Linked DNA regions of Mus musculus: regions 1, 2, 4 and 5 are each linked to region 3. Evidence: chromatin contacts called from public HiChIP or PLAC-seq data. All regions are on one chromosome and are shown on one strand. The core of a region is the stretch at or near the end of the contact, and the rest is flanking DNA. Distances in the headings are between cores, read along the strand shown.

Region 1 (2,700 bases), core at 131-2,630, 210 kb before region 3:
TTCCAAATTGTAAAAAATAGTTTTTTATATTTATCGTGTGTGTGTTTGTGTGTGTGTGTGAGAGAGAGAGAGAGAGAGAGAAAGAGAGAGAGAGAGAGAGAGAGAGAGAGAGAGAGAATACAAAAATGAATATGGGCTTACGCGAGCAGCCACGTGTATATGGAGATCAGAAGGCAGTTTGTATGAGTTGATTCTCTCCTTCTAACACATAGGCTTTGTGGCTCAAACTTAGGTGGCCAGGCTTGTCAGCAAGTGCATTTATCTGCTAAGCTATCTTGCTGACCTGTGAGCCTTCCAACATTACGAATGACGAATAGACCTAAACCTAGTCTGGGCTACTCTGGGCCACTCTGGGCCAATGATAGGCACCTGAGGGCAGGAGGCAAATGGCTCAGAACAAGGATACCTCAGAGATCAGGCCTCCATTGCTAACTTATAGGCAAACACCTACTGGGTGGGTGAAGCTGAGGGCCTAAGTTGAAGGCTGAGCCACAGAGAGGCCTAGATGCCTGGAATACAAAGGACCTGCCTCAGTCCAAGATTTGAAATGGAAAACAGACCAGAGAGCTCAGTAAGTCTGGCCTTTCCTTTTGCCCAAAGCAGATTCCCACATGTCCTAACTCAGGGCCTCATAGTCCAAAGTCTGAAGGAAAACATCACAGAGCTTATTTCCTCTCAGCCCCTCCCACTTATGTGGCCATTTTGTGGAAGAGTGCTACCTTCCTACAAAGCAGAAGGATCCCATTACTACCTCAGGTGAGATAAACTGAAGTCAATCTCTCCCCATCCCTGATATTCATGGACCTGCAAAGGTGATGCAATTTAGACACCAATACCTACCTCTCAATGATGCTGTCTCAAGGCTGGACATAGACAGCTTTTTCAACCTCTTCTTTCCTCTCTTGGCATTATAGATAGAGTTAATTCTTTGGACAAGCTAGTTTAAAAAAAAAGCAGAGAAGGTGAGGCTATTCTATCACCAGCTGCCCCTAATTCTATGAAGATAAATTATGAACCCATTCTTTCCCTTATAGGTGTGCAAGAGCTCTGTGCACTGCTCCAGCTGGGTCCAGCACTGGTCTTCCTATTAAAACGACCACAGTGGAGGCTTATCAACCACCCTGGGTAGCTCTCCATCTACCCTGTGCCCCAGGAATAGGTTCCTGCCCCAAGACAAGGACACTAAACTTAGCTCCCCAAAGGAAGGAACTGTGATCAAACTAGACAGGATGGGAGCTCCTGGGTCCCAAGAGTCATTGAACCAACGGAGACAAAGAGTTTCTCAGATATAAAAACAGGAACAAGGATTCTAGCCTTTCCTCTCTGGGCCATAACCTGGGGCCTGACAGGAAGAAGCTAAATTCACAATATGCCCAAGCATTGTTTGCAAGCTAAAAATACCATTTAGCTAAGTTCTGCAGCGCAGCATGTGCAGGGCTGAGGAGCGGGCACATGGACACATGTGCAAGTCATTGCTGAAAGCGCTTTGATTTTTGAGACATAGGAAGAGATGGTCTGAATCTTTAGGTCCCTGAAAGGCCAAAGATGTTTCTGTGAACAAGAACTCAAATTCACCTGTCATACTGGGTAAGAGAGTCTCAGCTCAGCTAGTCTTTTCCCTCTAACCCTCAGTACTGGGAAGGGCTAGTGCAATCTTATTGGTAAAGAAGGGACCGGGGAAAGGAGGCCCTCAATCTATTCAAGGGGAACTAAAAAAGCAGCCCAGATTAGAGGAGGAAGGAAGGAAGGAAGGCAGGCCAGAGCATAGCTGTTTGCCTACCCACCCATCTGCCTAGCGCCCTGGGCTCAATGCGGGAAGGATACCTTGGGAATGCGGCGGGACCTGCGGCTGGACAGCAGCTCACTTGTGGTGCTGAGGCTGTCCTCATTGAGGCTGGAGGGTGAAGATGGCAGGCTCAGCTGAGCCAACAGCATCATGTCATCATGGCTATGCCTCTTGGGTAATCGTGGCAAACGATGGCTCTTCCTTTCTGACCAGTTCCCACTGCGCAGGGACTGGCTGTTGGACTTCAGGGACAGCTGGCATGGGGGACAGGATATGAGAGGGAGCTCACTACAAGTGTTTTATCAGTATCTGTCTTCTGCTATCTGTGCATCCTCAGCTCTCACCAGTTCCCTGTTAGAATTCAATAACCTAGAGTTTCCTCCTTAAAGACCTTAGCTGTTCAGTGGCCAGGTAAGCACTAGATTAAATGCTTGCTTCTTCAAAGAAAGTGTTACTTCTTCTGCCAGAAAAGAATAAAGAAAAAAGATCCTCTATTGAGCTGAAAGAGGAGACAGAGCAGAAATCTCCAGGCACTGTCTGAACTTTGACAGAGGATTAGTGATTGTGGATGAGGGAACCACTCGTTCTACCTCCTCAGTTCTGAAGCCTTTTGTGCAAGAGGCCATAGCCTACCTGCCAACCTGCTCTGTTGTGTGAGCCTGACATCCTGGCCATGCTTACTTCCTCCAGAGAATAGGGGTCTTGGGCTGTGGCCACCAAAGTTGAGTAAGACAGACCTCACATTCAAGTGGCTCCCTCTCACTATACCATTTTGGGCAGCCTCGTTCTCTGGCCCTGTATATCCTTAATGAACAGCTGATGATCTTCAGTATAGAACACCTAGTTGGCTAATTGATAGTGGAACTGCTGGGAAAGCAGGCATCTCCTGAGAGCCCTCAAGTTTTTGTCTCAAT
Region 2 (2,700 bases), core at 1-2,500, 230 kb after region 3:
GATACCCTCTTCTGGTGTGTCTGAAGACAGCTACTGTGTACTTACATGTAATAAATAAATTAAAAAAAAAAAAAGTACAAGGCGAAGGCCGTGCAGTGGTGGCACACGCCTTTAATCTCAGCACTTGAGAGGCAGAGGCAGACGATTTCTGAGTTCGAGGCCAGCCTGATCTACAGAGTGAGTTCCAGGACAGCCAGGGCTATACAGAGAAACCCTGTCTTGAAAGACCAAAAAAAAAAAAAACAAAAAAAACAAAAAAAAAAACAAGGCGGTAGTGTACGCCTGCACGCCTTGGATCCAAGTACTTGGGAGGCTGAAGGAAGCCATTCTTTGCCTTAGAGGCCAGTCTAATCTACAGAGCAAGGTCCTCCAATACAACCAGGGCTACTTAGCTTGAAAACAAATCAAACAATTTTTTTTTTTTAAGTTACAAACCAGGTTAAATGGAAACACAAGAGCTGAAAATGTTGTGTTTTTTTCGAGGCAGGGTTTTCTCTGTGTAACCTGGAACTTGTCTGTCTCCGGAGAACTGGATTAAAAGGACGCGCAACTACAACTACCACCGGCTAGAATCTGACACTTTCAAGTGGCACCTGGAAGGGCAAGTCTTTGCTCTTAATCACAACCTTAGTGTGGCTCTGTGACTCTACACAAGTCATGGAGCTGCATAGTCCTCAGTATGTTCATCTGTAAAACAATACAACGAAAGCTCAAGTCTCTCAAATACCTGTCTGGGTGGCCTGGATAACGAACCGGTCTATTTGGTGTCACAAGTCGGGGTCACCGCTTCCTTTGACTAAAGTCTATTGAGAAAAAACTAACTAGGAGGAGTCTAGCCCTCTGTCATGCTGGGTTCCCCGCCAAGTACAGGACTCTCTTGCTGAGATGCTTCGGTGCTGAAAGGTCCCTCTTTCCCTGCGACCTGCACCACGGGGTCCTAATCTTTAGGGCAGCCTCAGCCCCGTCCCGCAGGTCCACTCACCGTTCAGATGATCTTTGCTGCCAGGCGCGGCGGAACCCTGGGTCCTCACTGCCCGGTCCCCGGCTGGGGTCGAGTGCAACATTTCGGTGGGCGATCGATCAGCCACTCTGCCTTTCGCCATGGCTGCTGCGGGGGCCGCGAAGAGCTCCTACTGGTGCCGCGCCCCCTTGAATGACTAAAGCTCCTCCCGCAGCTTTCTTTCAACACCCAGGCGCGAGGCACAACTACTTCCGGCACGACCACCTCACCTGAGACGACCTCGAAAACTTGACACTCGGCGGAGCCTTCCAGAGATATCAGGTGAGGGCCCGCCCAGAACCGCCCACGAACCTCGCGCGCTCCCGCACGCCCAGTAACCGCGAGACAAGTCAGGGCCGACCCCGCCCCCTCCGGGGCCCCGCCCACCTCGCTGGTGTAGGGCGCATGAGCAATATCGCATTGGCAAGTCATGGGTCTGCGGCCTAAGGTCCGACTTCTCCGCGTAGCTTTCGTCACACGGAAGTGAGGCTCGAGTACTTCAGACTCTTTGTTCCGCCAACCGGAAGTGTCTGCGCGCGACTAGTTGGTGTTGGAGATTCCATTCGTTCCGCAGCAAATGGGTTACAAGCGCTGTGGAAGCTGGAAGCCTGTTCTTAAAATCGTGTAAAATTTAAAACATGAGACAAACGTACCTGAATCTCACAAAATTGAGACCTAGAAACAAAGAAGATCACAGAGTGACAGAAATTAGTTTAGAGTCCAAGGTTTTTCACTCACCTGTCCAAAGTAAATTCACCCTTACTCGCTATATTTTGGCGTTTCCTGAGCCAAGGCATAGCTTCTTGACAGTTTTTCTCCTTCTGCCCCTCATATCCAGCTTCTCACTGGTAAGTATATTAGAGTCACCTCTTCTTTAGGATTTTGCTTTGTCTTGTTCTTTTTTTTTTTTAAGATTTATTTATTATTATATCTAAGTACACTGTAGCTGTCTTCAGACAGACCAGAAGAGGGCATCAGATCTCATTACGGATGTTTGTGAGCCACCATGTGGTTGCTGGGATTTGAATTCAAGACTTCGGAAGGGCAGTCGGTGCTCTTAACCACTGAGCCATCTCTCCAGCCCTGTTTTGTTTTGTTCTTGCTGTCGATATAATCTTAGACCTTGGGCATACAAACCACACCATTCTGTTGCTGAGCGATGCCCCTATCCAATTGACATTTTTTTCGTTATCTTTTTTAAAAGCAGGTATCGAAGGTAATAGTGGGGAATTTCTTCGTGAAAGTAACTTAGCAGTGTATTTTAAAATTTGGACAAAAAGGGGGAGTGGGGAATTGGATTGTTCTTAAGCAGTAATTACACTTAGAAGAAATAATCTGATATCTAGAGAATTGGCAGCTCAGTGCGTAGAAGTATTTGTCTCTTAAACTTGACAGGCTTATTTCGGTCTCTGAGACCTAATAGCAGTAGGTGAGAACTAACTCTTGGAAGTTGTCCTCTGATTACTTTTTTTTGGGGGGGGGGGCGGTTTGAGACAGGGTTTCTCTGTGTAGCCCTGGCTGTCCTGCAACTCGCTCTGTAGACCAGGCTGTCAGGCTGACCTTGAACTCAGAAATTCCCCTGCCTCTGGCTCACAAATTCTGGGATTAAAGGCGTACGCCACCATAGCCTGGCGTCCTCTGATTTCAACATAACATTCAAGCACGCAGCAGTAAGTGTAGTGTTAATAAAATTAAAATTA
Region 3 (2,700 bases), core at 66-2,565:
CTGTGCCAGAGCCTGTGCTCAATGAGGAGGACTCAGAGAAGCAAAAGACACAGCTCCTGTTTCCTGGGACAAATCCTATCAAGGGGAGACGGATGTTTATATCATGATACACTACATAAAATGGTAATGTTTGACATCCATACAGAGAGTCCATACTAGAAGTATTTCAAAAGTTGGGAAACTTTTTGCTGTCCCTATTTCTGATGACACCAGAAAGACTGAAAAAAAAAAAAAAACCAAATTGCTCAAAAACACCTGCCTACCTGTGACCTATCTTTCCCAGCCCTTTATAACATTTAAAAATATTATAAAACTTTTTAAAAATGCAGTGTCACTATTTCCCACTACACCGTGGAGTCTTTCTATTTTGCCCCAAAATTAGTTAGCCCACTGGGAGGAAAGCACATGTTTTCTTGGGCCAGAACAGCTCTGGGTCACCAGAAAATATATGGGGACCAAAAGGTTTAGAAACACAGTGAGGAATAGGACACAACTTCCTGTCACCTCTCTCCTAGGCTAGTAAATTATCAGAAGAGGGGTGTGTGTGTGTGTGTGTGTGTGTGTGTGTGTTTTCCTGGAGGGGATCTTGGTGAGAGTATCAGGCTAGTGGGGTGGCCCTACAGGTCCTTCTGGGAACGGGTAGTTGCCATGAGATTCGAGCCCCCACCATGGCAAGGGAATCTGCTTATCAATGAGTTGAGAGGAGCTAGTCCCTAGTAGGGAAGACTTCGGGGAGATGAGGGTGAGGGGAGCTAGTCCCTACTAGAGAAGATTTCAGGGAGATGAGGGTTTCCCACCGTTTGGATTGGGGGCTGAGAGCTGCCCAAGTTTAAGGGTGGAAAGTTCAAAGCTCCCAGGGCTGGAAAGTTCCGGGTGTGTCCCGTCGGGGCTGGGAAGGGAAATGTCAAGAGGCAGAGGGTTATAGACCCCGCTCTGGCACTGTTTGGGGCTAAGGCTTAGGATGCTCTAGAGAGGGCCAGCCCGGGCTGTGAAGCGGGGTCGGGGGGATTTGGCTGTCGGATTGGGAGACCGGAGAGTGGGGAGCAAGTGGTCAGCCCCAGTTTCTGCCAGGCCAGAGGCAGGGGCGGAGCTCCTGTCAGGAGCCGGGCGGGGCGGGACTCACCTTGGCGGCGCCTGTCAGCTGCGCGAGCAGCAGCACCGACAGCGCCAGGCAGGACATGCTGAGCCCCGAGCCCAGCCGCAGCAGGTTTCCGCACCATAGGCTCGCCATCGCGGGAGCCAGCCGCTCCTGCGAGCCCCGAGCCCCGCGCCCGGCTCGGGATCCGGCTCGGGATCCTCCGCCCGCACTTCCGCCTGGGCCTGCGCGTCACCGTCCGCGCCGGGTCAGCTGCGAGAAAGCCTCCGCCCCGGAAACGGTTCCGGGTGCACAAGGCCCGCCACGGTCGCGGCCCCGGGGGTGCACTAAAGGCTGGGGGTCTTCCCCGGCCAGAGCTGGCGAATCCTGCACCCCAAGGGAGCAGGCCATGCGGATCTAGTCCCGCAGGCCGGGTGAACCCCATCCCCGGGAACTGCGAAGGCCGAGAGGGTGCTGTTCAGGAGACCTGACCAGAAGAGCCCGAGCGTCCTTAGATCGGAAGCCCACCCGGCGATGGAGGCTCGAGGCTCCGCACCGGGGCTTCAGTACGAACCTGCGGTCCGTGCGCCTCCAGGACACAGACTCCTGCCCGGCTCCCAACAGTAACTGTGAGCTGTCCACGCGGGTGTGGCTTCCACTAGGGGCTGACAGCCTTGGTCCAGTCTAGGACTGGGAAGTGGGCCACGGCGGCGAATCTGGGCTGGCTCAAGTCAGGCTTTGCAAGATGCGGACGCCCCTGGAGCATCCCCCGCCCAGGACTCCTGGAGGTGGAGAATCCAGGAGCCAAGCTCCTGTGAGGCAGTGCCTATTTAAAACAGTTGACCTCTCAGTCAGTTCTGGGAGCGCAGACCCTACTCCATGGGGTGTCTTTTTCTGTAGATACTTCAGGAGCACCCTGGAGAGAACATAGAGCTGCTCATTAAAATATTTTTTCCACTTAGTAGAGACTCTGGGGGTAGAGAAAGGGATGCAGCGTGCTCATCACAGCCCTTAGGGATTTGCTGAATGTCATAAGGGAAAATCACTTCCTTTCAATAAAAGGGGATTAAGTTTTATGATTTTCAATTTTTACTTATAAGACACCCCCACCCCGCCCCTTCAAGTGGTCCTTTCCTGGTTGGTGGAAATGTCTTTCTTAATTTACAGGTAGAAATTTCGCAGCGTTTTTCTGCTATGTGATTCTTGTCGATACTAGACTAGAATCTAACACAAAGTGCTATTGCATTAAATGTATTTAGCCCTTTTTTAGTCCTAAATGGCAACTAGCCCAAAGGACTAGATGCTTTCGCACCAGTTCTTGTGACAATCCTGTCACAGTGGGAATAATTGTCCTTCTAAGGGGTGTCCTACTAATCGCAGGGCTGTCAGGATAAAATTTGTTGGTGAGGTATTGTAGATCATCCTGTCACAGTGGGGATAATTGTCCTTCTAAGGGGTGTCCTACTAATCGCAGGGCTGTCAGGATAAAATTTGTTGGTGAGGTATTTAGATCTGATTGCTAAAAGCTGACTTAGTAGCCAGTTTGGATCAGTTTAGAGCTGTATGTCTGACATGTCCTTCAGATAAAGCATAGGAACCCTCCTTCAAAATTCTTTTCAGAGCCA
Region 4 (2,700 bases), core at 180-2,679, 210 kb after region 3:
AACTAGAGCTACACCAAGAAACCAGTGGGGGGTTGGAGAGATAAGGAGGAGAAAGAGGAAGACAAGGAGGAGGAGGAGGAAGAAGAAGAATCGGAGGAGAAACAAACAAACAAACTGGAGTGACAAAAAAAAAAAAATCCAAGACTGGATGATCACTTTCAATAGAGAAACTGTACGGTGTTCAATGACTACCACATCGTGACAGAAAGGGGGAGAGGAGTTTCCCTCATCGAATCAGCATGACATAACTTTAAAGTCTAACACGACAAGCCTCCAACCACTGAAACCTGCTTACTGGCCACCCAAAAACTTTTCAAAACTGTTGCAACTCCAATGTGGGCGCGCAGGAATTCACCGGGGATTTTATAATTCTTACACCTTCAAGCAATGGGTGCCAAATCTCATCAGGGCCTCACTGTCACTCCCCCATCACTTCCTCTTCGAAAGATAACTTGAGAGGCATCACAACACTGCACAACCTGTCCAACTGGGACGCGCTGCCTTCATTCACAAATGACCCTCGCCTGGTAAAGGACATTAACTTAAAAAACAAACAACAACAACAACAACAACAAAAGCATGGCCCTGGGTACAAGTTCTTTTCTAGCGCCAAGAGAGAACCCGTTCTTGGTGTAACCCGGTTCAATTTGTCACTTCACGTCCGATCAAGAGGGGCAGAACTGTGAAGGAAAAGCCCGGGCCTGGCCTGCTCAGGAGTGAGTTATAACGGTTTTGAGGAACTGGTCTCGCCGGCTTCTTGGGAAGAGGCCAAATAAACTCATCAAGTTTTTGTTTTGCTCTTTTGAAAAGTCTGGGTGGGACTAACTCTCACTAGGAAGTGGGCTAACTTCTTTCCTCCCAAAAGGGTGCTAGAAGGCAAGCTTCCCTTCATTGTGGACTAAGCCCCTCGACCTCTGAGCGCACCCAGCGTCCGCGTCTCCCCAGGTTGCCGACGCGGCGACCACCGCGCGGGGGGCAGCAGGCCCGCGGGACCCGCGTCCCGTCTGCTCGCCCGACCCTCACTGGGCTCCCGGGACAAAGCGGGCCCCGCGGGCCCTAGCCCGGGCTCGCGCGCACTCACCCGACAGCTCGTCCGGCTCCAGCCCGGTCTCGGTGTCCAGCCCGCAGATGACAAAATAGTCGGCGAAGCGACTGGGCGCCGAGCCCCCTCCGCCGCCGCCGCCGCTCATGGCTCCGGGCCGAGCGGGGCAAGCCGCGCGGAGCCGAGCCCCCGCCCCCGGCCGCCCGCCCGCCCTCAGCCGCCGCTCCCTCCGCCGCCGCTACCGAGGCTCCGGCCGCCGCCCCCGGGCCTCGCCGGGTCCTAGCGGCCGCCGCTGCCGTGCCGGGGCAGGGGGGCGCCGGGCCACCCCGCGCCGCATCCTGGACGCTGTCCTCTGCACCGCGGCCTGAGCAAGCCTGAGGAAGGGCGGAGAGCGGCCGCCCGCCCCACCGCGGCCCCCCACCCGCCGCCACCGCGTGCGCACGCGCGGTCGGGGAGGGGCGGTCGTCGGGCGCAAAGGATGACGTGATGCTCTTTGGGCCCCGGGGGCCTGGGCTTCCAGAGCAGCCACCACAGAGTGGCCAGCGGTCAGCTGCTGGGATCCCGCGACTGCAGCCACCTCCACGCGACTGCGACACCCTTTAGAGAAATCGGATGCGGTGTGCGGAAAGAGTGGGCCATGGTGGCTCGTGCTGGCCGTGTCACCGGCATAAGAGCTGCAGGGCTGAACTGTGAAGCCCACCGAATCCTGCTCCTATACTGTCACCACAGAGCAGCTTCTCCTTGTCACCTCTCCTCAGTGTCAGCTTTCCCCAATAGATCTGAGGAAACTCTGTTCTTTGGAGAGAGTGGGTCAGCTTATCTTCTATTTACCTTTAATTTGCAGATAGGGAAACTGAGGCTCAAAAAATGCAAGAAACAACCCTACGCTTGAATCCTGCGCTAGCTCACTGCCCCGCACCCCACAAGCAGGGCTTCTTCCATGCACCAAACTCTCCCCCTTTCATGAAGCCCCAGAAGTCTCCCTCCCCCTTCACTTAGTTCTTTTCATGCTCACAGAATTCTCTGTCCATTCATCCATCTATCCATCACCCTTCATTCATTCATTCATTCATTCATTCATTCCTTTCTTCCTTCTAGTGAGAATTTGCTTGTAGAAGAGAAAGGGTGGCTGAACAGGTGAAACCTCCTGGTCCTTGTCTCTTGTCTAAAGAACAGACCCTCTGACTTCATTTTCTACAGAAGCTAGCCAGATGTGTCTTCTTTTGGTGGTTGGTTGGTTGATTGATTTGATTTGGTTTTTTTGGATAGGGTCTCACTTATAGACCTGTCTGACCCAGAACTTGCTATGTACCTGTATTACCCTGATGCAATACTCTTTCTTCTGCCTGCTCAGTGCTGGGCTTAAAGGCCTGCATCATCACACCAGGCTCAGGTGGGTCTGTACTGTAACATCAGAGGCCAAGGAAGAGAAACTGTAGTGGCTGCTAGCATGGGCTCTAGAAACAGTCCCCCAGTTTGAATTCTGACTTATAATGTACAATATGATATTGGCAACTTACTTATGTAATTTCTAGGTGCCAACAGGCATGATTTTTGTCAAAGTACAAAATAAATGCATGTATAGGTAAAGTGGTGAGGATTATACCCAGAACATAGAAGGCACTCCATAAATATTATATACATTGTCATTGTTGTTA
Region 5 (2,700 bases), core at 182-2,681, 140 kb before region 3:
TCAAGAAACCCTGTGATGGGCATCATTAATGGGGAGGGGGTTGTTTCCTATTTCCAAAGCTACTTCATAGACAGTGCAAGGCCCCCGCTCAGATATTGTTGTGCCAGTCCCTCTGCCCTGTCAAGTGTCCCAGATGGACTTGAAACTCACTGCAGGCTCCTCTCTGAGCTTCATTAGCTACTTTGATTGTTGTTACAAGTCAGACATAGCAGCATGGAGATAAGAGAGCACGAGGTAAAACCGACCAAGCTGCTCAAAAGTTTCCACATAAGAACTTCAACAGTGCTAGAGCGATGAGAACTCATTTTCCTATAAAAGAACCTTCCTGTGAAAATATCCAGTGGCTTTGTGCTAAATAAAAGCAGAGTGAAGCCTAAACATCTCCGATTCAGCCAGAGTGAGATTAGCTAGATTTGCAAAGTCAAGAAAATTGGCAGTTTCCCTCCTCCTCCCGGAGCTAATAGAATCCAACTGTTGGAGTATGACATCATTCTCGACCCCCAAACTCTGAAGTGAAGAGCACAGACACTGGCCTGCCATAAACAGCCCGACTCAAAGCAAGGGGCTCAGAGGTGCCCTTACCTGGTAGTCCGGGTGATTTCTTGCCCACTCCATTCTCCACAGAGGCTGGCTCACACCACAGTCGCTTAGGGAGCCCAGGGCCCCCAGATCCACTGGCTTAAGCTCCAGTACCTGCTGCGAACTTCCCACAGCTCCTTCCTCTGACCTTTCAAGACACTCCTTCCAGCCAAGTGAGCAGAGCTAGCGCAGCTAGCCAGTCAGGCTGGTTGTCATGGAGACCTGTCCTAGGCTGCACACACGCTTGCAGGCTTGCTCTCACTCAGCTAGGCGCTCTCCCTCAACCCGGTGTCCCAGGAGCGAGCTAGCACGCGCACGTTTATGCGTGCGCGTGCTTCTACACATTCTCTGAGTTCTAGCCGGCCTTGAAACAGCGCGGTCTTTTGATCGGCTCAGTTTATGCATGCATTCCACTCCTCCTACCTCCCTTCCAGTCAACCAGGAGCCCAGGTCTGTTCCTGGGAACTTGCTGCAACAACCCAGAGGGGAGAAGGGTGAGGACAGTGAGTGGACTTGTTTTCCTCCCCTCTAGTGTCTCAGCTTTTATAACTTGGAAGAATCCCTGCCAAAGGGGAGGGAGCTAGCTGAAGGCTTGGAGGGGAAGCAAGCACTTCCTCTGGGTCCTGCAGCAGCAGCGGAATGAGGAGGGACCCTGATGCGTGCTGCCTCAACTTGTTTGTTCGCTTGGGATTTTTCAGGAGCATTTGGGGCAGAAACACAGTTCACATCCTAGAAGCTGGCCTAGACTGGCCTCTCTGGTTACCTTGTTGACTGTTCAGGTCCTGGAGACAGCTTTTAGCCAGTACAGGGTCCCATGGTACTAGTGCCAGAGCCCAAGCAGTCTCTTGTCTTCCTGCAAAGGAGAAGAAACAAACTAGATCAGGATTAGGAGGAACACTGTTTAAGTCTACAGTCAGAGCCAGGACATCAAACACAATGCAAACAGCCTCCTCTCTGAACAAAAGATCCACAGCCCAGGCCTCCAATGAGAAACTGTACAAGTGCCAGGGCCGTACCTGGGACACAGAAGGCCCTTTTAGTAGCCCTATGTATACTTTTGCTTGGATGCTGCCTAACCCTCTCAAAATAGATGTACTAGTTTGTTTGATGCTCTTAACACACTGGTCAGATAGGTTTGCTACCATTTTATAGATGGGATCACTGAGGCCCAGAGAGATCAGATACTTGATCCACACTTACCTAACTAGTTAGGAACTGAGAGTAGAGACAAGTCAAGGGTCTCCTAGTCCTTTATGTTTTGCTATAAAGTACACAGAAGCCTGATCTTGAAAACCAGCTCATTTTCTAAGAACCACAAGTGTGGGCCTCCAAGGGAAAGTGAAGACTCTATCTAAGTCCTGTTAAGGTAAATCTATCTGCCACCCTTCTAGCCCAAAGATTTAATGACCGATAACATCTATGACATGCACAATATCTGCTGCAAACTAGAGAAAAAATGCCCTGCCCTACCCCCAAGTACTATCTTACATCTTCCCAAAATAACCTCCCAAATCCTGGTTCATTTTTTTCTCTGACAGAGTAGTCCTAAAAGTTACGACTGGTGTTATATTAATTTAACACATTTTAAAAATGTATCTAAAGTAAAGTTAAATTACTTGCTCCCATTTACTGAACCAGGAAATGAGAGATCCAAAACCAGTGTCCAAGCCTTTCAACTTTCTGGCATACATTAAGCAGAACAGTTGCCAAGAATACCAGAGCTAGAGTCACAAGACCTTAGCAGTGCCTGACCTCATCGCCAACTGGCCACCTGTCACTGAGCCAGCCTCCTCCCGACTTTCTACTTTCTATGAATATATCTCATACTGGGGTGGCAGAGGACTAGGGTGTGAGGTGCAGTGTCAAGGTGCTATTAGTCAAAAACACTTCAAATTAGGCACTCAGCTCTCATCCACCACCCCCCAATTGTTAGTACCTCTCCTCCACCAATCTAGTAGATATATTTTTCAAGTAGAACTCGGGGTTGGTAAATGGATTGACTGCATGTGGGAAGGTGGAGGCTGATGAGGATGAAGACAATGAGGCTCAAGGAGGCCATTCTCCAATGCTGCTCCTCAAAATAATGCTGGGGGAGGGGTGGGGGGGCCCTGATGGAATCTG

Evidence for each region. HiChIP or PLAC-seq counts read pairs in DNA pulled down with a chosen protein or histone mark.
Region 1: a contact with region 3 is called in an H3K4me3 HiChIP or PLAC-seq map of bone marrow-derived macrophages, with 3 times the contacts expected there. The contact joins the enhancer-like site here to the promoter of Tmem9b in region 3. A contact is called at or near these places in 1 of 39 promoter capture datasets (cranial neural crest), 7 of 115 datasets of contacts at active chromatin or transcription factors (bone marrow-derived macrophages, embryonic limb bud, embryonic stem cells and 2 more) and 3 of 9 other capture datasets (adipose tissue, liver and pancreatic islet).
Region 2: a contact with region 3 is called in an H3K4me3 HiChIP or PLAC-seq map of embryonic stem cells, with 13 read pairs. The contact joins the promoter of Tmem41b here to the promoter of Tmem9b in region 3. A contact is called at or near these places in 4 of 39 promoter capture datasets (3T3-L1-derived adipocytes, the C10 cell line, cranial neural crest and 1 more), 2 of 484 Hi-C or Micro-C datasets (ECoMG-derived neutrophils and natural killer cells), 7 of 115 datasets of contacts at active chromatin or transcription factors (the SCID.adh cell line, cardiomyocytes, effector CD8 T cells and 4 more) and 2 of 9 other capture datasets (liver and pancreatic islet).
Region 4: an H3K4me3 HiChIP or PLAC-seq map of embryonic stem cells shows a contact between it and region 3, with 19 read pairs. The contact joins the promoter of Dennd5a here to the promoter of Tmem9b in region 3. A contact is called at or near these places in 7 of 39 promoter capture datasets (the 3T3-L1 cell line, the C10 cell line, cranial neural crest and 3 more), 6 of 484 Hi-C or Micro-C datasets (the Ba/F3 cell line, CD8 T cells, embryonic stem cells and 2 more), 15 of 115 datasets of contacts at active chromatin or transcription factors (CD8 T cells, the NIH/3T3 cell line, the SCID.adh cell line and 8 more) and 3 of 9 other capture datasets (adipose tissue, embryonic stem cells and pancreatic islet).
Region 5: a contact with region 3 is called in an H3K4me3 HiChIP or PLAC-seq map of embryonic stem cells, with 30 read pairs. The contact joins the promoter of Denn2b here to the promoter of Tmem9b in region 3. A contact is called at or near these places in 6 of 39 promoter capture datasets (the HPC-7 cell line, cranial neural crest, embryonic stem cells and 2 more), 1 of 484 Hi-C or Micro-C datasets (forebrain), 4 of 115 datasets of contacts at active chromatin or transcription factors (embryonic stem cells, extraembryonic endoderm stem cells, heart atrium and 1 more) and 1 of 9 other capture datasets (liver).

What each region holds. Positions count from the first base shown.
Region 1 is chr7:109,540,496-109,543,195 of GRCm38.p6, forward strand. It overlaps Denn2b (DENN domain containing 2B), which reads right to left. Exons shown (of 20, transcript NM_001001326.1): 6 at 1,825-2,040; 7 at 841-937. Among named protein-coding and RNA genes, the nearest start is that of Snora3, 22 kb to the left of the region's middle. Within about 2 kb of position 1,381, at least 12 of the 459 cell types and tissues checked have an H3K27ac peak or open chromatin away from gene starts, as enhancers often do. A contact at or near this core is called in bone marrow-derived macrophages, where this site is marked.
Region 2 is chr7:109,984,980-109,987,679 of GRCm38.p6, forward strand. It overlaps Tmem41b (transmembrane protein 41B), which reads right to left and starts at 1,251. Exons shown (of 7, transcript NM_153525.5): 1 at 983-1,251. The coding sequence starts at 1,103.
Region 3 is chr7:109,750,948-109,753,647 of GRCm38.p6, forward strand. Tmem9b (TMEM9 domain family, member B) reads right to left here and starts at 1,316. Exons shown (of 5, transcript NM_020050.1): 1 at 1,124-1,316. The coding sequence starts at 1,231. It also overlaps the pseudogene 4930431P19Rik.
Region 4 is chr7:109,958,993-109,961,692 of GRCm38.p6, forward strand. It overlaps Dennd5a (DENN/MADD domain containing 5A), which reads right to left and starts at 1,430. Exons shown (of 23, transcript NM_021494.1): 1 at 1,082-1,430. The coding sequence starts at 1,190.
Region 5 is chr7:109,615,716-109,618,415 of GRCm38.p6, forward strand. Denn2b (DENN domain containing 2B) reads right to left here and starts at 1,432. Exons shown (of 20, transcript NM_001001326.1): 1 at 1,343-1,432.